2 separate regions of the Mus musculus genome follow, and region 2 is linked to region 1. A link is a contact called in public Hi-C data. All regions are on one chromosome and are shown on one strand. Each heading gives the region's core, a stretch centred on a gene start, on an enhancer-like site or on the middle of the called end of the contact. The rest is flanking DNA. Distances are from core to core; before and after follow the strand shown.

Region 1 (5,006 bases), core at 1,015-3,514:
GGACCGCTAACTGGCAATTCTCTGAAGTAACCTCGATTTAGACAGCAGTGTTCCTTGAGGCATGTTATCAAAAGCATTGCATAGGTGTTACTCAGATGCAATTGTAACTATAGTGGTGTTTTGGAAATCAGACCAACAGAAGATTTCTTTACTGATCAATTACATGTGATTTTTGTTATTGTTCATATGCTTTCCCCAGGTACTGCCTGCAGTAGGGTAGATGGATCTGCCCCACGATCCCACTTGGCATCCTTCCTGTTTCTGCTTGTGTGTTGTCTCTGTATTGGGCCCACTCTTTTCTCTAGCCCCTGCTTCCTTGTAACTTTAGCCGGCAGATCTCGAGCTGGACTCGGCTTCCTAGCCTACTAACTACCCAGTTTAGCTCCCATGTTTTCTCCACCCCATCTCTCTTTCCAGAGCCAGAAGGTTCAAGTCGTCATAGGAGACCTTGTCTTGGTGAAGCCAAATATATGAGGTGTGTGTGTGTGTGTGTGTGTGTGTGTGTGTGTGTGTGTGTGTGTGTGATTGAGTGTGCCTTGGTTTTCTCAGGTAGTCTGTGCATTGATTTGGACTCTGCTGACTGGAAGAGGATTTAATCATCTGACTCCCATCTTAAGAGTCTTGAATGGGTCCAAGCAACGGGCAGTTCTAGGATGGGCAAGTGTAATACCAAGGAAAGACTATATAAAGACATCTCAGAAGGCTTGCTATTACTTCTGTTCTACAGTAGTGGGAAAGAGCACTGGGTACTGGGCTAAATTCTGTCATTTACTTGTTGCCCTGATTTGTCTTTGATATTTTTTGTAGCTCTAAGGTTTCCTCATCCTCAGGATACAGACAACAGATTGAGTCTTTACTTAGAACAAGAATGCAAGAAACAGAATCCCCACTAGGAGAAATAGCTGAGGTAAAGAAGGGTTTTTCTCCTCATAGTCAGAAGCCTAGTGGTAGGCAGCTGCTGGCATATGCTGGAGCCAGCTGCTCATGGAATCTACTTGTCACATCATAGTGGCCTAATGTCCTTGGGGCTATAGACATCTTGGCCCTTGTAGAGTAGAAAGGAGGAAAGGTGGCTAAGGACCCAGGTTTATGCAAAATGCTTCCCAGAGGTGGAAGTGGATTTCTCCTGCTGTCCATTGGCAAAGATGGTATATGTGGCTATCTCTGGCTAGTAGGCTAGGCTAGGAGGTGTTCAAGTGATTCAGGTGTTCAGGGACGTCCAGAACAAAATCTAAGTTGAGAGGAACAAAGGAGGGATCAGGAATGTGGTGTAGTAGGATCCATGTACCACTATCATCCCTGAGTTGTGACTAGGGACCAGGAATCAGACTTCTCAGGCAAAAAGCTATCATGGAGGTTGTGGGGGGCAGAATACCTCATTAAACCTGGAGACTCCCGAGTGTTGGGAGCACAAACCTTGGTTCTACACAGCCACATTTCCACTGTATAGGTGGGCTGCGACCTGGAAGTACTCTGAGGGGAAGTAATTACATGTTTGTAGGCTGGGAAGATTCTGGGTGCTGTCCATGTTGGTCGTTTGCCTTGTCATGGGGGATTTGGTGCTAACTTATAAATTATTTCTCTGCTGGTGAAATGAGCCAATTCAAACCAGATTAGATGATATTAAATGTAGGTTTATTGGGAAGCTGCTCTCGGGTGAGTTCAGTGGCCCTAAGGACTGAGGCCAGGGAAGTCACCATGGGGAGAGAGAAGGGGTGGGGGGAGGGGGAAGAGAAAGAAAGGGTGTGACACAGAGAGAGAAGGAAAGGAGAAACAGAGTGAGGAGCTGGGCTGGAAAGTTCAGGGTTGGGGGACTGAGGGACACTGGGAGAACCTGGAGGCCAGGTCTGCTTTGATATGTAAAATATGCATATATATATACAGTATGTGAGCGTGTGCATGTATGCACGTGAATGCACACGTGTATATCTACGCATGGATGTGTGCATTGAGAGCAGGTGCCCATGAACAGGGTGTTGGATCCCCTGGAGCTGGACTTTCAGGCAGTTGTGAGCTGCCTGATGTGGATGTTAGGAGCTGAGCACAGACTCCCTGCAAGAACACTATATACTCTCATTCCTGAGCCATCTCTCAAGCCCTAAGTCAGGCTTTTAAATTGCATAAAACCACATCCAAGTTACCCCGTGGGGACTTGCATCAGGCAACAGGCTGTTCTGCGAGATTTTGTCCAGCACTGTGTCTCAGAGGACTCGTTAAAAGCTGGAGTAAAGCAGGCTTTAGTCATCCTGGCTGGCTTCCAGGGCCTGCCATTCACTGCCTGTAGAGGTTATGCCGAGCTCTGAACCATTTCCTGTGGCCTCTGGGACTCCAGTCAACAGACTGAAGTCCAAAGTCTTGTCTGCTGGGCATCACTTGTTTTTCTCTTTCTGTTTGGCAAATGGCCTCTGCATTTGCCCTTTCCTGCTGCAGCCTAGCTGGAAGTCGCTTTATTAACAGTTCCTTTGTAAGTTCACGGTGGTCTATGAATGAGTCTGAAACTTCTTGGAAAAGAAACAACCGTTGCCTCCAGAACCAGCTCCCAGAGGGACACATCCTGTCAGTCTCTCCCCAGGCACGTCCCACTGTGGGTTCCAGCTCTACCTCTCCATCTAGTACCACTGAAAACACCTCCACACTCCCTGTAAAACTTTGCTGACAAGGGACCAGGACCATTTTCCTTCTGAAAGCATAGAACTTGGTGCAGAGTATCGCATGAAGGAACAGTTTCCTAGGAGGCTCTTCTAGGATAGTTAGGAGAATCCTACACTGGCATCTTCAAAGCTATTTGCTATTAGCCTACTCATGAATGAGAATTCCTGACTCACTGAAGTTGGGTTGTGAGAAATAAGCCATTAGCTGGAGAGAGGAGGCAGGGAGCAGGAGTTAGAAAGATTTGCTGTGACAGAGATGCCACCAGTGTGTGGCTCTTCACTGTCCAAAAGGGTTGGTGGTCACTCTGACTGCTTCTCCTGAGAGCACCCAGAGCCAAGCAGCCTGCTCTGGGGACTGGCTCTCCATTTGTTTTCTCTGGTTATCCCAGTTCTCATCAGCAAGATCCTTTTCTCTGGGTGGAGGCCCTACCTTACGAGAGGAGCTGGCCTGGCTTGCTGCCCCTGGGACCAGGCTTGGCTAAAAGCAACCGTGCCTGTCAAATACCTATCTGCTATCGGCACGCCCTTCCATTGCCGTGAGGAAAATGAACTGGAACAAACTTTTCAAAGTTTATAGATTTTTCTTGGGGTTCTTCAGCCTCAGCAACTCCTCTTCCAAAGAAGCCATGAAGTAAAGAAAGGTCTTAACCCTACATATTCATCTCATCCTCTCTGTAGTTTGCAAAGTTTTTTTTTTTTTAAAAAAACATTGAATATCTAGGAGTCATTGCCACGGTAGTAAGGGAAGACCAGAGACTTAGCAAGCTCAGCCAAACCCCTTTCTACTTGGAGCTCTAGGTGCAGCTGGGGCTCTTGAGACCAGTTGGTTCACTTGGAATGAGGAGATAGCTCAGACAATAAAATGCTTGTGATTTAAACTGGAGAATCTGAGTTCTGATGTTCAGCATCCACTCTAAATAAAAGCTGGACACATATGCCTGTAATCTCAGTGCTGGGGAAGCAGGGACAGGTGGCTTCCTGGAGCTCACTGGCTACTCAGTCTAGCTAAATTGCTATGCTCCAGGTTCACAGGTTCCATTGTTGGGAGCCAACTCTTAGTAGAAAATGGCTATCATCTCTGCAGCCATCTTGAGCTATTTACTTACAGGTTGGTACTTTCCCACCCTAATGAGAGACTTGTTTTCCTAGCATGATGTTTTTGCAAGCAGCCCACCACAGCTAAACACACTCTGATAACATCCTGTTTTTCTCAGACACATCCTGGACTTGTGATTAAGTGTCTCCAGCTGCACTCCCCAGCTTGTACTTACACACCCATAGTTGCCTTTCAATAAATTAGACATACTGTCTTGTCTCCATTCTTTGTGTCTCTTGCCCCTCCATCCCCACTCTCTCCCTTGCAGACCCCATTGACTGACCCTCAGGCCAGGTCACTCCATCTCAAAAAGTACAGCAAAGAGCAATAGATGCTGGATTGTCAACTGTGCTGGTGGCTGCTTTCTGCTGTGGTGGGGTAGCTGACACAAGTTTAAACTGTTTCTGGGCCAGCGGTAAGACAGAATGCCATACTGGAAGACAATGGCAGAGCTAAGCACCTCACCTCCTGGCTTCCATGAGACAGAGAGAGACAAAGAAGGTTGGATAACAAGGCACAATGATATTCTCAAGCCTGCTGTCATCAGTTATCAGTTATGAGATCATCAATAGACTAGACTGTTTATAAAGTTAGTGTCTTAATTCACTTATCTTTCAATAGCTCGTCAGCTGAGGGCAAAATCTTCAATGAATAATCCTTTTAGGGGCCATTTCATTTTCAAACTTTGTCATCTTTTAACTTTCTCATATATGGGCATTAAAAAGAGCAGTTTTTAAAAGCTACTCCTTTTTAAATTGCCAATATCCGTTCAATAAAGTTGTAAAGTCTAAATAATTACATATACACACATTGAGCAAAAGAGAATCCTTCTATAGTAGGAACTTTTTAGAACATATAGTTATATTGTAAGACTTCCGAAGCTGGGCCTCTGCTCAAGTCCCGGGATGATCTGTCCAGCACCCCAGTGATCCGAGAGAAAACCACACCTGATGCAAACTGCAAGAGGTTTTATTATCAGCTAGCTGAAGTCCCTCTGCCATGCAGAGCAGGGGAGATTGACCCGAGTGGTGACCGTAGGGGGCTTTTAACAGCTAGCTGAGGAATTGGGAGGAGTTGGGAGGAGAGTTGGGAGGAGTTGGGAGAAGAGTTGGCTACAGCTCCTTTCTGGCGGGGGTGGGGGGGGCGGGGGGGGAGTGAGCTGCAGCCTCCTCTCTGGCATCTATCTCCATGTCCTTGTAGGTCTTCCTACAATTATTGCATCTCTGGCTGTAAGGCACAGAAACAAAAGGCTTTTTGCT
Region 2 (5,006 bases), core at 1,052-3,551, 62 kb after region 1:
CCTGATCCTCATCTTCATCTTCTCCAAGGATTTTATTGATGGCATCTATGGAAAGATTATTTCAAAATAAATTCATACTCACATGTGTAGGGGGCTTTTACACTACCTTTGTCTGTGGGATGCACACAATCAACTCAGGACACTCTGGGACTCTTGCTGATTAGGAAGAGTTCCTGGCGGCTGGGGAACTGGTAGTCTATGCTTACCTCCCTGTGCTGCTTAGGAAGGCAGAGAGTACAGACTAGAAGACTGGTAGGGTCTGTTCCCGATGACCACTCTCCCACTGTGTGACCCTTCTGATTTTTCTGTAAAACAGAAAAGAGAGGTTTGCTGAGAGAAGTCAGTGAGCTAAACTATAGTAGTGTTTGGCCAGCATGTGCTACCCGCAAATCATGCTATGACTGTTTATTCCTCTCAGGTTGTGGAGGGTATCATCAATGACTCGAGCCCTCACTCATCCTGGTGGAGACTCCTGGAAGCTTCTAGTGCCCCAGTGTCCTGGGCATTATGACTGAATGCTCTAAGATGGGACTGTCACACTGGTATTTTTAAGAACCTCTTGGTTTATTTAAGTGGGAAGCTAGGTTTGAGAATGGATGGTAGCGATGAAACAGTAGTTAGGAGTTAGAAGGGGCTGGAAGTCCGGAGAGGGTGGTTTACAATTAGGAGACGGCTCAAGCCTGAAAGGCAAGGCTAGGCGCAGCTTTTGGAACACCAGGGGATCAGCTGACCCAGTTGTCACAACTTCTTCTTGCTTTGACACATTTTTTCCCCAAGCCTTCTTAACGTTTGGAGCCTCCCACTGAGACACTGTCCTGGGCTATTCTGATGCACAGTTGTGTCTTCACCACCGATGTGTCCTTAGACAGGCTGTTGTCCTTCAGAACTGCCTCCTGGTCTGTGGAGGAGATCCCTTGGGGTGGAAGACAACTGAGACACAGCTGGTACACTGGTGGACTGGGTTATCTCTGCCTAGAAGGTGAGAATGACCTACTTTGATTAGTTATGACCCCTAGCCCCCTATTGTGACCTAGGGAGCTTTCTTTCATGGGAAGACTATCACTGAAGCCCAACACTTTCTTTGGATTCATGTGGGTTCTGGAGACAGTTGGTCAGGTGAGGAGTTTCAGGAGTGACCGAGGTAGTAATTGTCACTTTGGCCAGTTCAGGGGCACCGTATGGCTCTCAAGCTCTATTTGCTAGGAACAGGGCAGCGGTACAGTTCCTCCCTCCCTCTCTCTGGCTGCCCCACCTGAAACTATGATTTCTTCATACACCATGATTGTTTTCTAGAGCTGCTCTGAAGCCCCAAGAATCAGGCACTAACCCATTCATCCTCCATAAGAGCTCTGGATCACAGAAAGCCTCAAGGGGCAGGGGTGAGGCTGATAACCTTCTGACCAGAGGGTAGTAGTGATCTATAAATCAGAGCAATTTAAAGAGCAATACATGTATAATCACAAAGAGGTTAGGAGTATCCTTTTGTTCTTTGGTTTAATCGGTAAAAGCACAGGAACGGTAACAAATGATAGAGTTCTCTCAACCTTGAGCTATTTGGAATGGTATATTTGGTTTGGTGTTTCCCATGTCTCTCTCGTTTTGGGCAGCAACAATCCATGGGTAGAGAGCAGCCAGAGGAGTCTCTTAACAAGAAAGTAGGTTGTATTTCCATCTAGCAAGAACTTAGATGCAAGAAACATCTGGTTTCTAATGTTGGCTCGTAGAGACGCAAAGGAGAATATGGAGCTTAGCATGGGGGAACTATCTTGGTCAAAGTCAGCCTTTACCCTTGAACTCAGGTCAGTCTTTCCCAGTCACCATCTGTAGGCTGCTGCTGGTATCTGGAAGGGAGAATGAGTTGCTTGCAGTGACCCAAAGTGCAAAATTGTGATCTGCACCGTGCAAAAGCAAGACCTCCCTCCATGGCCTTGAATGGGATCCTGCTGTGATTGCAGGAACTGATACAGTCTGAGCCGCATTCCCTGGCAAGCTCAATGGTAGGTTTTTCCAAGAGTCGTTTTAGACCACAAAGGCACAGCCTTTCCACGTCTAATCACGAAGGCAAGCCACTGGACACACACACTCTGTTTCCAGCCGGCTGTGTACATTTTCTCCACTCTTACACAAAATAACATGCCAAGGTGAGACATTTATGAACCCCACCAACTGGACGCCGTGCACACAGACTGTCTTGCCTGCGGTGCAGGAATGTGATGAATGAGAGCTGCTCTGTCTGGGAGGAGAGCCGCTGTCACTCTGGCATGACTGCAGCCTTATTTATTACACACCAAAGAGTATAAAACCACACAGCCGGCTGCAGCTCTCATCTCCAAACCTGGCATTTGCCTGAGGCGACCACGGTACCTCCAGCCCCTGTCAAGCTTCCCTGCGAGACTCTTGTCGATTTGCCGATTTGCCGAGCCATGCTCGGGAGGCAGCGCATCTGGTGGCACCTGCTGCCTTTGCTTTTCCTCCCATTTTGCCTGTGTCAAGATGAATACATGGAGGTGAGCAGAAGAGCTAATAAAGCGGTGGCCAGGATAGTGCAGAGCCACCAGCAGACTGGCCGTAGCGGCTCCAGGAGGGAGAAAGTGAGAGAGCAGAGCCAAGCTAAAACTGGGACTGTGGATAATAACACTTCTACAGACCTAAAACCCCTGAGACCAGAGGCGCTTCCGCACCCTGAGGTAGAGGACCTAGCCCAGATCAACCCATTCTGGGGCCAGGTACTCAGAATTCTCTTCTAAGGATTTCTTTGAAAACTTAATGACTGAGGTTGCTGTTGTCTTAACTAAGATTCTTAGGATTGGTGCCTGTGAGCAGTTTGATGGGATGTTTGGGAGCGTCTCTGGGTTGTCTTGGGTTTCCACAGGGACTCCTAGTTGCTGGTATGATGTGCTGGGATAGAGAGGCCAGAGCACTTTTCCATGGCAACAGGGAGCCAGAAGCAACAGTTTCCTTTTGTGTTGGGACTTTTTTCTTTCTTTTTAAATTTGCTCTGTTGATGTAGAGAACTTGTGCTGACCTATGCGGATAGATGCATTGCTGGAGATAATGATTTGCTGCTTCTGAGGTCTCCCCAGCGGGAGAAGCTGCCCTTTGCCTCTGCCTGCTTTACTTGGACTTGGGAATTTTCTGTACCATTTCTCGCCAGTTTTGTTTATTTGTTTTGGAGCAGTCTAGGTTGCTATGGCTTCTTGTTTGACATTTTTTTTTTTGAGTCAAAACAGAATTAAAGCATTAAAAGGAAAGGAAGCAAAAAAAAAAAAAAGACAGTATATTTAAATTACAAGCTGTATTGTGTCATACAATGTTTCTGGATGACAAAACCTGATTTATTTGTTGGGGCAGAAGCTCAGCATCTCAGGATATTTCTTTAACTCTTTTAGGTAACACAGGGATGAGTAAAGGTTTTGGTGTAGTAAGTTACAAATCAGCAAACTTCAGTGTGATCAAAAGCAGCAAAAACAGGAAGAAACTTCTTTGTACTTAGCACCTAAGCATGAAAAAATGCTGAAGTTAGCTGGAAAGGGAAGAAGGGTTCCTTTAGATTGCATGATCTTTGAAGCAGTGCACAGTACCACAAAAACCACTTGTCTGTCTGCTTTGTAGAGATTTCGGAACTTCTTTTCAGTTGCAATCTAAGCCCCTACCCTGCCAGCCACTGATTTAGGAGTCTCAGTTGATCATCTGGTTCTGTGGTCAGACTAGAATCCCACAGAGCCTGAGACATGTAACTAAGGGGAGTACACAGTATAGTTTCCAAGTCCCTCCATGGGGCTCTGTCAAGGGGAGATGTAAAGAGAACACCTCTTTCAGAAACTGTCATCTTTCTCTGATGATGCTTGCTTCGGTGGGCTTTCCAGCTGGATGGATGGTATCTTTCCTGCCTGTCCATTAGTGTGCTACAGGTCGTCTTTCATTATTTCCTGGAAACCAACACCAACCAGGCTGCTGAAATCCCAATTATGGTTCTGCTCCACTCCACATTCTAGTCTTCCAGCCCTGAATTCATGAAGCATTTTCAGATAAAGACCTAAGAGCCAGCAGCGTCCTGGAAGGTTCTGCTACTATTCCACTACAAGTGGGTACCGGCGCCCAGACTGAATCTGGGACCATAGGAAGTTTTCTTTTCTCCCCCTAATTCCCCCATCCTCTTTTTTTATGCTAATTCTCCTTTTCCCCATCAAGTATTCCCCAAGCTTTTATGAGGAAAGCTACGAAAGTAGGATGGAGACCAAGACAGTGATGAACTCAAGCCACCCTCAGCTGCTCTATTAGAAACAAAATTTTGTCAGTATTTATTCATTCATTCAGTCACTAATTCATTCATTCTTTCATTCACTCATTCATCTTCTTCAATCTCTTCTTATTTTCATTTCATTGTTTGTTATGTTTTAAGGTTAGCATACAAAGCACTGCGTTTTATTATGACAGTCACTTTACTCACAGTCACCTAATCTTTTTTTTTTTTTTTCTTGTTAATAAGCTTGGTTAGATTCTGTGTGTTACAAGGTCAATGTCCAAAGAACACTCTGGGGGGAAAAACCTGTGCTGTTTTGGTCACTGGGTCTTTAAAGCATAATAAAGTAAAAAGAGGAGACGAAAGATGGCCATCCAGAGCAGAGGTTTAGGGAGTGGTAGATTAAATCCTGTGCTACAGTGAAAGCTGAGGGAGTCCGTGAGCTGCTGGTGTGGCTGAACCCTGTGCTGTGCAGAGAAACTGCGGATGACCTGAGTGTCCAGCAAGGGAGGACTCTTAACTAGTGAAGGGAATCTCATGTAACTTTGCTCCACAAAGTTCTGTTTGTTAAAGCAAGCCAGTGAGGTACTACGACCTGTGTGGCAGGAACGGGGCTGGCTGGAGAGCCCATGGTGGATTGGAGCTGGAATAGATTGACATTGTCTACTTTTTTTTTTTCTGGCATTTTCTCAACTGTAGCCTCTCTCCTCTTTCCATTTCCCTTCTCTTCCTGACCTCTCATTTCCTCAGGAAAGAATTGTGT

The links. A called contact is a pair of places that touch in the nucleus more often than the background predicts.
Region 2: a Hi-C map of uterus shows a contact between it and region 1, with 2.2 times the contacts expected there. The contact joins the promoter of C1qtnf3 here to the enhancer-like site in region 1. A contact is called at or near these places in 2 of 484 Hi-C or Micro-C datasets (liver and uterus), 1 of 115 datasets of contacts at active chromatin or transcription factors (embryonic fibroblasts) and 1 of 9 other capture datasets (pancreatic islet).

The regions. Positions count from the first base shown.
Region 1 is chr15:10,888,212-10,893,217 of GRCm38.p6, forward strand. No RefSeq gene overlaps it. Among named protein-coding and RNA genes, the nearest start is that of C1qtnf3, 62 kb to the right of the region's middle. Within about 2 kb of position 2,265, at least 127 of the 459 cell types and tissues checked have an H3K27ac peak or open chromatin away from gene starts, as enhancers often do. A contact at or near this core is called in embryonic fibroblasts, liver and uterus, where this site is marked.
Region 2 is chr15:10,950,031-10,955,036 of GRCm38.p6, forward strand. C1qtnf3 (C1q and tumor necrosis factor related protein 3) reads left to right here and starts at 2,302. Exons shown (of 6, transcript NM_030888.4): 1 at 2,302-2,507. The coding sequence starts at 2,424. Gm34315 (a long non-coding RNA gene) reads right to left here. Exons shown (of 3, transcript XR_383838.4): 2 at 207-305; 3 at 1-45.